2 separate regions of the Capra hircus genome follow, and region 2 is linked to region 1. A link is a contact called in public Hi-C data. All regions are on one chromosome and are shown on one strand. Each heading gives the region's core, a stretch centred on a gene start, on an enhancer-like site or on the middle of the called end of the contact. The rest is flanking DNA. Distances are from core to core; before and after follow the strand shown. Region 1 has its middle 24 kb from the start of TRNAG-CCC. Region 2 has its middle 18 kb from the start of HTR3A.

Region 1 (5,670 bases), core at 1,158-3,657:
TTAGCAAGTATAAACGTGACGGAAGGGGATGCCACAGGGGACAGTCGATAGGGCAAGAAGGTCAGGGGAGCAGCTAGAGATAGTCTACTGTTATAGCCAAAATTCCAGCAGAGGAGTCAGTGAGACTGAGAAGCAGCAGGCTGTGGGGGAGAGGCTAAAGCCAGGAGAGTAAGTGTTTCCAAAAGGAGCCCGGGATCTAGAAAGCTGCTGAGAACTCAAGCAAGACGGAGACAGCAAAGTAGCCTTAGTCTCTTGGGAGCCACTGATGACCTTGACAAGACAATTTTAATGAAGTAAAACTGGGATAAAACCCAGGTCAGGAAAATGTTGTAAGAAAAACGACAGAAGGCAATGCGTATAGGCAAAATTCTCTCTAGAATTTTGTTGTTCAAAGAAGGATTCAGTTGGTAACTAAAGAGGGACTTTGGGTCAGGGGAAGTTTTGATAACATATTTGTAATGCTGATGGGAATAATCTGGTTAAAAGGGGAAAATGGGTGCAGCAGAGAGAAAAGTACAAAAGCAAAGGGTTTGGAAGAAAAAGGGAGGATGAGACCCAGAGCCCAGGAGGAGGGGCTGACCTTCAATAGGATGGACATGTAATCCATTAGACGCCTCACTCTGGGTCTCACTTTATTGGGTTTCTTGGTCCTAGGGATTAAAGATGGCATGGTCTCATGAAGGCAGGCAGGCAGAGAGCTGGGCTAATGGTATGTTGTTCTTGGTGCTTATTTTCTGTTGTTGTCCTTGAGACTTCAGAGAAATCTAATTTAAATGTTACAGGCTGGTCTCAGCTGTGCTCTGGGGAGTGAAGGGAAAGGTCAAGTGCAGCCACTTGGGACAACTGGTGTTAAGGAGGAATGCTAAATGGCAAGAGATTTCTGAGAATAAGGTGGATATCAATCAAATCTAACTTGTGTGGTCCAACCCCCAACCGGTTCCTGCTCCTCTCCTCTTGACTCCCTCCCTTCCCTGTTCCTTTCTCTGCCCATCAGACCAACCATCAAACGTGCGTTTCCCCCTTCTCACCACCTGGTGTCACTAGACGCTCGCTCTAAACTGAGGCTCACCCAGTCCAGGCGGAGGGAGAAACAAGCGCTAACAGCTGATGTGGAGCCAGAGGTATCCTTTGCTCTGAGGATCGTCATAGTTGGCAAGAGTCATAGAATCTCAGAAGTTTAGCGTTGGGAGTGAAGTGAAGTCACTCAGTCGTGCCCGACTCTTTGCGACCCCATGGACAGTAGCCTGCACCAAGCTCCTCCATCCATGGGATTTTCAAGGCAAGAGTACTGGAGTGGGTTGCCATTTCCTTCCTCAGGAAATCTTCCCAACCCAAGGACTGAACCCAGGTCTCTTACATCGTAGACAGATGCTTTACCATCTGAGCCACGTTGGGAAGGGTCTTCTAAACCATTCCGTTGAATCCGTTTGAGACGGTCAGAGGTGCCAAGAGTCAAGAAGAGAAGCAAAATCACTAAGATCACTTCCAATCAAATACCCTGTAGACCCAAATGTCCAAGGAGAGTCCACTACCTCCCAGAGAACTCAGGCATTAAGCAGCCAGAGAGGTGCTGTGGACAGGCACAGGTCAACCCGCTGTATGAGAAGGGCGGTTCTATTTAGAGGCAGGAACTGACCTTAGCAACCTTCCATGACGGCTCTCCTAGGCTTTCTGAAGGTTCTCAGGAAGTAAGAGCTGGTCCCACCGCCCCTTGCCCTTTGCTGTCCCCTCTCAGGCTCTCGAGCATGGAGCTGGGGACCTCTGAGCTCCTGTGCAGCCCTCTGGCCTGCCTGCTTCTCTCCCAGCAGCAAAGCTTTTGAGGGGCTGGATCCCCTCGAGGCTGATCTTCCTTCAGTGTTAGATGAGGCCACATGGATCCCTGGGGTGTGGGCTGGCTGATGGCAGCCTTTGGGGACAGGAGGGGCTGGATTTGACAAGGCCAGTTGCTCAGCCGGGAGAAAAAGGATCAGGGAAGAAATACCGACTCGGGTGAACTTCTGGAAAATCCAACTGCACCATCTCCCAAGTAGTTTAGCATTTCCTTTCTGGTGTAAAACTGGACCACTTTCTCCTCTTACGAAGCCCAACCTGGTCCATGGACTGTAGCCCGCCAGGCTTCTCTGTCCATGGGGATTCTCCAGGCAAGAACACTGGAGTGGGTTGCCATGCCCTCCTCCAGGGGTTCTTCCCAACCTGGGGATCGAACCCGCGTCTCTTGTATTTCCTGCATTGGCAGGCGGGTTGTTCACTACTAGCACAACCTGGGAAGCCCTACCTCAGACTCGGTATAGCACAGGGTGCCCCCAAAGAACCCAAGTTCCTTGCAAGGGGATGTGCTTTCCCAGTCACTTTCCAGACCTGCCTGCCCAGTAGAGGCACCTGCAGTCAGTGTCCACTAGGTGGTGATAGAGTCCCAGTGATGCCAGAGAGCCCAGGAACCCGCCCCAAGTCTCCCAGGTCCTGGCTGCAGGGCCCTAGCTCTGGAAATGAATGCCCAGGCCATGAGCACCACTGCCCTCCTCCCCCACTAATTTATGCTTTCGTTTTATAGCACCGTGGTGTTTAGAAAGCTGATTCCCATGCCTTGCTTCAGTTGGCAATGTCCTGAAGGTAAACAGGGCAGGCATTTCTGTACCCCATTTTACAGCTGAGGACAGAGAACCTCAGAGTCGCTTGGAGTTACGGTCGAGGTCACACGATGAATGGCCTCAGAGCTAGGTCCTCTTGACTCTGGACACTAGATTCTTTCAGCCTGGACTCAGTTGCCCCTGTTCCTTGGGGGGAGCCCAGAATAGCAGCCACCACACATCAGTCAGAGTGGAGCTGGGTGCTCGATTCCGTGGGGCCATATGCTGCACCCTGATGGGACCCATCTGGGCTTCATTGGCTGCCAGGCCCCAAGGCCGGGGCTCAGCTCTGCCTCATGGGGCCTGAGGGCACTTGGTGAAGCAGACAGTGCCAGGCAGCCTGGTGACACCACCCTGCAGGAGCCCACAGCTGGCCTCGCTCTCCAGACCCACCCAGGTGTGAATGGCAGGGGGGACGTGGTCCTCTGGCTAAGGCTGGCCTTAGGTCTGCCCTGGGACAGGCTACTGAGAGTGAAGGAAAGGCTCTAGGGCCCAGGTTTCCAGCAAATTCTGGGCAGGCATGTGAATGAGGCAGAAAAAGCTGGGAGATAAAGGCTTTGATTCAACACAGGAGTGGAAGCTGTGAAAAACCTATCACTAAATGGAAATGGTCCAACCTGGGTTGATCGGGCCAGGAGTGGGAGGGTGTCACCTAGAGAGGTGGCCTGGCGGAGAGAAGAGAAGGAGCTGATGGAATGACAGATCTCAGCTTCCAGGCTCACCTTCACCGGCCACTACCACGAGTTACAGTCTCAGTTTACCCATCCGTAAAATGCAGCCAGCACTCAGCACCTCACAGGAGCTATGAAGAAAGGGAGGCTTCCAAGAGTCCCCCAAATAGCAGATCCCCCTGGGGAAGCAGGGTGTTGGGTGCTCCTGCTCTTTTGAAGAACCAGAAAAAGAGAAGCAGCCCCCTGCTTGGGTCAGGGAGTATGAGGGGGAAGGCTGTGATTTTCACATTGTGGCCCCAGGATCTCCAGGAGAGGGTGGGCTTTCCAGGCTGTATCTCTGTATCACCAACCCCTCCCCCAACCCCCTGCCCCCAAGGAGAGGTGGTGGCAGAGGAACGGGGTGCCAGCCGGGTACAGTCGTGAGCTGCAGAAAGCAGTGGCTTTCCTATTAATGTAGTCAGTAAATAAATAAAGGAGGGCTTAAGCGTAGTGTACAGCAATCAGTTTAGAGCTACAGGGTAATTAGCGCTGCAGGGGGCTGCAAGGCTGCAGAGTCAGGTTTAAATGAGTGAGTTCACTTTCACTGAGACGCCCCCCGGAGAGCAAACACAGCCCAGAGAAGAGCCTGCCCTCCCGCCAGCCCACGTGAGGGGCAGGGGCTGGGGTTGGGGGGAGGCGGGGAATGGCAGGCCTGGGTCTGAGCCACAGCAAGAGTTGGGGGATAATCTCTCCCCACAGTGGCTGGGGACCAGGTGTCTACACCCACATGCTCATGCGTACACATGCACCCAGAGCGATATCCAGGCTGAGATGCGCCGCTGTCCTGGGCTGACTGCTCCTCCCCTGCACATGGCTGAGCTGACTCTTCAGGCGTCTCTCTGAACTGACGTGGGCACGTGTGAGGGGAGGCACGGTCGCCTCCACTGAAGTCTGCACGCGGTGACATGCACGCTCGTGGAGGTGCCTGGGCGGCATGGGTGTGCACTCTGACCTCAGCCGCTGATGCTGTCTCTCCATCCCTCCTTCTCCCATCCGTTTATCCAGCAAAGCTTTACTGGCCTTCTACATGCCGGACAGCGTCAGGCTCTGGGAATATGAAGACACACAATGCCCCCTCTCAAGGAACTTAGCATTGGGGCAACGTTGACAGCTAAGGAAGTGAGTTATCATAACGCATGAGGACAATGGGACCAGGGAGGGAAGGGGTGACTGAACCCAATCTCAGCGGCCCCTTGCAGAGCTTTCCTGGGAAACTAGGGTTTGCCCGGGACCTGAGCCGAGACCGAATCGAGGCCAGTGTGTGTATGCGTGATGCAGTTCCCAGAAGAGCACACGGCACAAGCAAAGGCCCACGGGGCATGGAGCTCAGTGTCTTCCAGAAGCCCTCTGCAGTCTGGAGCACAGGGGCCAGGGAGGTGGGGACAAGGGCAGGGCAGGGTGCGATGCTGAGATGAGGCTGGGATGGCTGGCAGAGTTCTCTCATGGAGGGTCTTGCAAACCTTGTTAAGGAAGGAGTCAGAACTCCATCTGCAGAGTAACGAGGGACTTTAATCAAAGGAGTGACGTGATGCTGTTTGCATTTTCGGGAAATCCATCTGGCCGCTGCAAACTCAAGGGTGGACGGAGAGAGGAAGAGCACGTGGGGTCAGTACTCCTCAGTTCCCTGCCTTCCTGGTGGGGACGAGGGGCCCTGGAGAGGCCAGGCAGAAGCCCCAGCAGTGTAGACCTGGGTGGGGAACGCCCTGGCCTCGGACTCAGCTGGACAGCTCTGTCTGCTCCCCCGCCACAACCTGAGTCTTCAGCAAGCCTCTGCTGGCTCTGCTGCTTGGTGCTCCGACCTCTTGCAGGAGGGGCCCCCTCAGAGCGGCTGAAAGGAGAGCCATTAAGGTTGATCCGTGTGACCCCAGAACCCACCAGAACTCCAACAGCCTCATCCAAGAAGGGATAGTGTGCCTGTGTGCGGGGAGGGGCAGCCTCCCACCTAATGTCCCCGGAGACACAGTCAGGAAGAATGGAACCCCTGCCCCGCCCTGCCAGCAGCCCAGCCCCTCCTCTGAGCCCAGCAGAGCATCCTCTGGGCAAGCCCAGTCCTGGAGGAGGTGGCCCTGGGCTGAAGGCTGGAGCTGAGGGCAGCTGCACCTGGGCTGGCCACAGGCAGGCGGGCGGCCAGTCCCCTGCCCTGGAGAGGGAGGCTGGGGCGGCGGGACGGTGGGGGAAGGGGGGGGTTGAGTCAGGCCAGGGAGCGTTTTCAGGCTGGCCACGGCCAGGGCCCCTCTCTCTCCATGAGATCATATCTGGGTCAAAGAGCACGTAAAGCAGGCAGACCCCAGCGGCCACACAAAGCCCATTCAGTCCGGCCCTATTCACTCACC
Region 2 (5,670 bases), core at 2,190-4,689, 270 kb after region 1:
AAGCCCTAAGGTGACTGCCTTGGTGGTCCAATGGTTAAGACTTTCCCTTCCAATGATGGGGGTGTAGGTTCCATTCCTGGTCGGGGAACTAAGATCCCACTTTTCTCGGCCATAAAACCAAAACATAAAACAGAAACAATATTGTAACAGATTCAATAAAGACTTTAAAAATGGCAGAATGATGCCCCTCTCCCCAGATAACTTCTCCCTAACACCCAGAACCTGTGATTATGTTGCATTACAAGTCAAAGGGTCTTTGCAGATGTGATTAATTTAAAGATCTTGAGGGTGGGACTTAATTCTGGATCATCTGGGTGAGCCCACCAGATTCACAAAGGTCATTATAAGTGAAGAAGGAGGTAAAACAGAGAGAGACACATAAGAAAGAGAGATCTGAAAGATATTATACTCCTGGCTTTGAGACGGGGGGAAGGGGCCATCAGACAAGGAATAGAGGCAACCTCTAGACTACAGAAAAGGCAAGGAAACACAGTGTCTCCTGGAGCTTCCAGCAAGAGCAGAGCCCTGCCAATCCACTTTGGACTGCAAGATAAGGAATTCGTGTTTTCAAATTGGCCATTTGTTATTTGCAAAACAGAAACAGCGATACAGACATAGAGAATAACTGTATTGACACCAAGTGGAGGAAAGGGAGTGGGATGAATTTGGAGATGGGGGCTGACATATATACACTATTAGATAACTAATGGGAACCTATGGTACAGCTCAGGGAACTCTAGCGCTCTGTGGCGACCTAAATGGAAAGGAAATCCAAAAAAGAAGAGATATATGTACATGTGTAGGGGATCCACTTTGCTGTACAGCAGAAACTAACACAGCATTGTAAAGCAACTATATTACAATAAAAATTAATTTTAAAAAGAATCAACAGGGGAAATGAATGAATAAATTGGTAATTTGTTACCGCAGCAGCGGCAGACTAATACATACAGCCAGCACGCTGCAAGAGCAAAAAGTTGTGGTTGTTGCCCTGGGATGGGCGAAGAAATCATGCCATTAACTCTGCTCAGGACCAACATCATCTCTGGTTTTTACCCCAGAGGCACTGGATGAGTGTCTCCAAGGGCACACCTTCTCTAACTACTGACCTCCACCCCCGCCCACACCTTCCCGGCTCCTGCTCTGGGCAGCCCCTCACTCTCACTTTTCCCTTCCCAGGACCATCGAGGATCATCTCAGATCATGTGTGATGTGGGCTGGAATTGGGGCCCTAGAGACACCAGCAGCAGAGAAACGTGGAGAGTCTTCCATGGACCTGTGTGTGTACCGGTTTTAGCTAAAACGGCTCCTTTCACCATTAGGCATTGATATCTTCATCACACAAGCAGAAAGGGGGAAATAAACTAGGTGTGCAGCTTGGTGTGGGCTTGAGGCCCGAGTACGGAAACAAAAGAGGCTGCCGCTGAGGGATCAGCATGGGCACAGCCTCTGCCCAGAGCATCAGAACAGGGCACCGAGCTCTCTGAAACATGATCCTTGGTGCTGGCCAAAAGAAGGGGCTTGCCTTGAGAAGAGGTGACTCAGAGACTCCCAAGGAGATGGGGCATTTGGGGGGAGGTGGGGGGAGGTGGGGGCAAAAAGTGTTTCGTAGGCCCCTCCATAGAACTTCTGGACTTTGCCGCCACCTTGTGGACAGAGTCTAGAAGGACAGGGTTGTGGCTGCCCTTGGCTGAAGTCTCACGCCAGGCCTTCAGGATGGTACTTCTTCCTGAGCTTTGAGTCGGGGGTTCTTCAGGGCACATGGAAATGAATCCTACGCTCCTATGATTCCGAATGTCATGCTCATGATGTGTCCTTCTGCCAAGAATCTAGTTATCTTTGCAGACAGGGACACAGGAGGTGGAACTGAAGGGAAGATATCCAACTCGAATCAGGATAATCCACCCAAGTGTTGCCCAGTAGCCACAGGCTTTCCCGGAGAACTTGAAGCTGTGGTTGTACGAAGGAACTCTGTACAAAGCAGCCTGGGAGTGCTCAAGGGCAAGGCAGAGGGGGTAACAGTGGGAGAAAAAGGGACAGGAAGGAACAGGACATAGAGATGTGGGTTCAGCCTGGTGTGGACAGAGCTGGCCTCATAGTGAGCGAGTGACCAGCTCACTTTCTCCTGCCCATTTCTAAAACGGAGACAACAAGGAAATGGGAGAAGTTCTCACCCATTCAGAATGTGATGTGAGCAGATCAAGGAAGGGTCCATATGCCACTCAACATCCCTCTACTCCAGCCTCACGACCTCCCTAGGCTTTTGCACCAAGCTGGGAGTGTGAAAATCAGCTTTCTCCACAGACCCTATGAGCCAGTACTAATGTGTACCCATTTTTCAGATGAGAAGATTGAGGCACGGAGGACTGAAGTGCTTGTCCAAGGTTTCACAGTGAGCATGTGATGGGGCCAAAATTCCACTGTGGGGGAGTCCACTCCACACAACATGCTCATACTGTACCAAGTAAATATACTGCAAAAGGAATTGGGGGACCACACTTCTGGTGTCCTAGCTCTGGGTCTCTCCCAACTTGAGCTCTGGTAGGAAAATGATGCGGTTTTCTCCCTGGTTTGCCCCTTCCCAACCTACATAAAGGTCTCTCTTCAAAGGCTTCTAGGAAACAAGCTTCCATTCTTCCCTTTCAGGCTCCCAGTCCCATGCACGTCAGGAATATGGCTCTCAGGACGTTTCTCCTGCAGTCTAACCTTCACCCATCTTCCGTCAGGTCAAGTCCAGATAGAAGGTCCCAGATAGGAGAGAGAGAGCATGTGGACAGGCTTCTGTCTCAGAGAAGGGTATTCTTGGTTTCTAAAAGCAGGGTTTAATTCTCTACCAGTGACAGTCAGGGCCAGCCAATCACAGGCCTTAATGGGAGAGCTTAAATTATAGAGGACCAAGTTAGACGAAAGAAAAAAAAAATCAACAAAACCCACCCAACTCCCAGCCCCTGGTACTGCAGCTGATAGGTAATTATCTGCTGTTTGTGTGCGCTGTTTGGGCTCCAGCCCTGACTACTCGGGATGGACAGTGTGGGGACCAGGCCATTGGGCTGGTGTCAGGCCAAGACAATTGAGAGGGGCCCCGGCCAGACCCTTCTCGACGTCATCTCCCCCCTCCCACCCCTCTACTCCCCTCCAATCAGGGGAGGAGCTGCCCTCTCTCGCCCAACACCCTCCCTGCAAACCCCGGGAGGAGAGAGGGAGTGATTAGCATGGGGCATTGTCCCCAGATAATGGGCCCCAGCTGCCGCTTGCAAGAAGAGACAAAGCGCCCGGCCGCTCCACAAGCATTATCCCCTCGTTAAATCTCTGTTATTAGATTAGATTCAAAATGTATTGATTCAGAGTCTGGCAGGGGGGAGGGGGCGCGGAGGACGGGGATGTGGCTGCGGAGTGCGGAACCACACCTCTCCGGGGGCGCGCCCTCCCCCTCCCCCTCCCCGCAGCAGGCAACTCTCCTTCCCGGTCTCTGAGCGGAATCTCCCCTAAGCCCAAACCCTGACTCTGAGTTCTGCTGCTCGCCTGGACCCTCGCCAGAGCTGCGGAATGTCCACTCTTGCGGGGGGGGGGCGGGGTGCGGGGGCTGGGGTCGTGGAACGCAGATGAACCCCGCCGCTCGGGAAAGGCAGCCTCGCTGAGATGCGGGCGGTGAGCTCCACAGCTGGGACCCCTATGCAGGGCTGGGTCGCCCAGGCTGGGCGCTTTCAAGTCCTTTAAGGCAGTCTTCTGAGTAGAAATGACAGGTTTGGAAAGCAGTGCGGATGGGAAAGGAGGTGAGAATTGGGACTGTTGGTAGATGAGTAGAGAAGGCTGCAGAAGAGCAGTGGAGATGAGCTATAGAGAACCTGTCTGGTCAAGGCTATGGCTTTTCCAGTGGCCATGTATGGATGTGAGAGTTGGACTATAAAGAAAGCTGAGCGCCCAAGAACTGATGCTTTTGAACTGTGGTGTTGAAGGAGACTTTTGAGAGTCCCTTGCACTGCAAGGAGATCCAACCAGTCCTTCCTAAAGGAAATCAGTCCTGAATATTCATTGAAAGGACTGATGCTGAAGCTGAAACTCCAATACTTTGGCCACCTGATTCAGAGAACTGACTCATTTGAAAAGAGTTGCTGGGAAAGACTGAAGGCAGGAGAAGGGGATAACAGAGGATGAGATGGTTGGATGGCATCACTGACTCAATGGACATGAGTTTGAGTAATCTCCTGGAGTTGATGATGGCCAGGGAGGCCTGGCGTGCTACAGTCCATGGGGTCGCAGAGTGGGGCACAACTGAGCAACTGAACTGAACAGAACTGGGCTCTTCTCAGAAGCACTTGTTTTTAAAGACTTGGGTGGAGAATGAGAAATATCATATGATATCAAATATCATGATATCAAATATCATATGATATCACTTATATGTGGAATCTAGAAAGAAATGATACAAATGAACTTATTTATAAAACAGAAACAGACTCACAGACTTAAGAGAAGGAACATTGTGGTTACCAGGGGAGGAGACAGTTAGGGATTTGGGGACGGACATGTACATGCTGCTATATTTAAAAATGGATAAACACCAGGGACCTACTGAATAGCACAGGGAACTCTGCTCAATGTTATACGGTAGCCAATGGCACCCCACTCCAGTACGTCCTGGCAAATCCCATGGACAGAGGAGCCTGGTGGGCTGCCATCCATGGGGTCGCAAAGACTCAGACATGACTGAAGTGACTTAGCAGCAGCAGCAGCCTGGATGGGAGAAGAGTTTGGGGGAGAATGGATACATGTATATGTATGGCTGAGTCCCTTTGCTGTCCACCTGAAACTATCACACCATTGTTGACTATACTGCAATATAAAATTAAAAGTTAAAAAAAAGACAATTGGCTTAAATAAGAAAAAAAAATTAAAAATAAAAATAGAAAGATAAGAGAAAAGACATGGGTAGTTTTTGGTTTTCTCTCTCTGCCTAGGACAGAAAAAGAGGGAAGGAGCAGAAGTGGCTGAGGAAGGAAAAAGGGAAGTTCTGGGAGAGACAGAGGTGGAGGGAGCTTCCACGTGTTCTCATATCCCAGGCAGGGGAAAGGTCTGCTTGGGCGGCACCCAAGATCGATACTGATGGACAGGAGTGAGTAAACCAGGGGCTTCTCGGCCCCGGGCCTCAGTTTCCCCTCCCTGGGCAGCACAGCCTGGTTGCTGGATCGATGAGCTGATTGGCTGTGGCCAGTGGAGCCGACGATGTTACACATGGCGGCTCATTCTCTAAGTGGTTAATTGGCTGCCTCAGTGCTGGGCTCTGTTGCTCCATTGATTGTGGGTGGAAAGTCGGGAGGGGGAGATGGGGAATCAATAGGTTGATGAGTGTCTTACTAGCTGTTTGGTTGGACACTTTGTCAATAGCCACCCACTTACTGATCAGCGGTGCACGGAAGTGCCAAACCATCCAGCTTGCTTTCTCTCTCTCTCTGGCCTGAGACATGAGACCCATGACTGGCCCATGACTGTATGACTTGGCCCAGCAAGTCCAAGTGGAAAGTGCAGTGGAACAGCTTTGATCCCAAGATCAGGCTCCCAAGCATAGGCTGCCAGGATCATCCTGAGAAAGTCAGGATAAACAGGATAAGCAGGATCAAGATAAACATCTTTAGCCCAGTCTTTGCTCAGCAGAAGGCAACTATTGTGTGC

Evidence for each region. Hi-C and Micro-C count contacts between places; a contact is called where the count stands out from the background.
Region 2: a Hi-C map of liver shows a contact between it and region 1, with 5 times the contacts expected there. The contact joins two enhancer-like sites. A contact is called at or near these places in 2 of 5 Hi-C or Micro-C datasets (blood and liver).

Annotation. Positions count from the first base shown.
Region 1 is chr15:57,548,639-57,554,308 of ARS1.2, forward strand. No RefSeq gene overlaps it. Among named protein-coding and RNA genes, the nearest start is that of TRNAG-CCC, 24 kb to the left of the region's middle. Within about 2 kb of position 2,408, at least 2 of the 5 cell types and tissues checked have an H3K27ac peak or open chromatin away from gene starts, as enhancers often do.
Region 2 is chr15:57,822,267-57,827,936 of ARS1.2, forward strand. No RefSeq gene overlaps it. Among named protein-coding and RNA genes, the nearest start is that of HTR3A, 18 kb to the right of the region's middle. Within about 2 kb of position 3,440, at least 1 of the 5 cell types and tissues checked has an H3K27ac peak or open chromatin away from gene starts, as enhancers often do.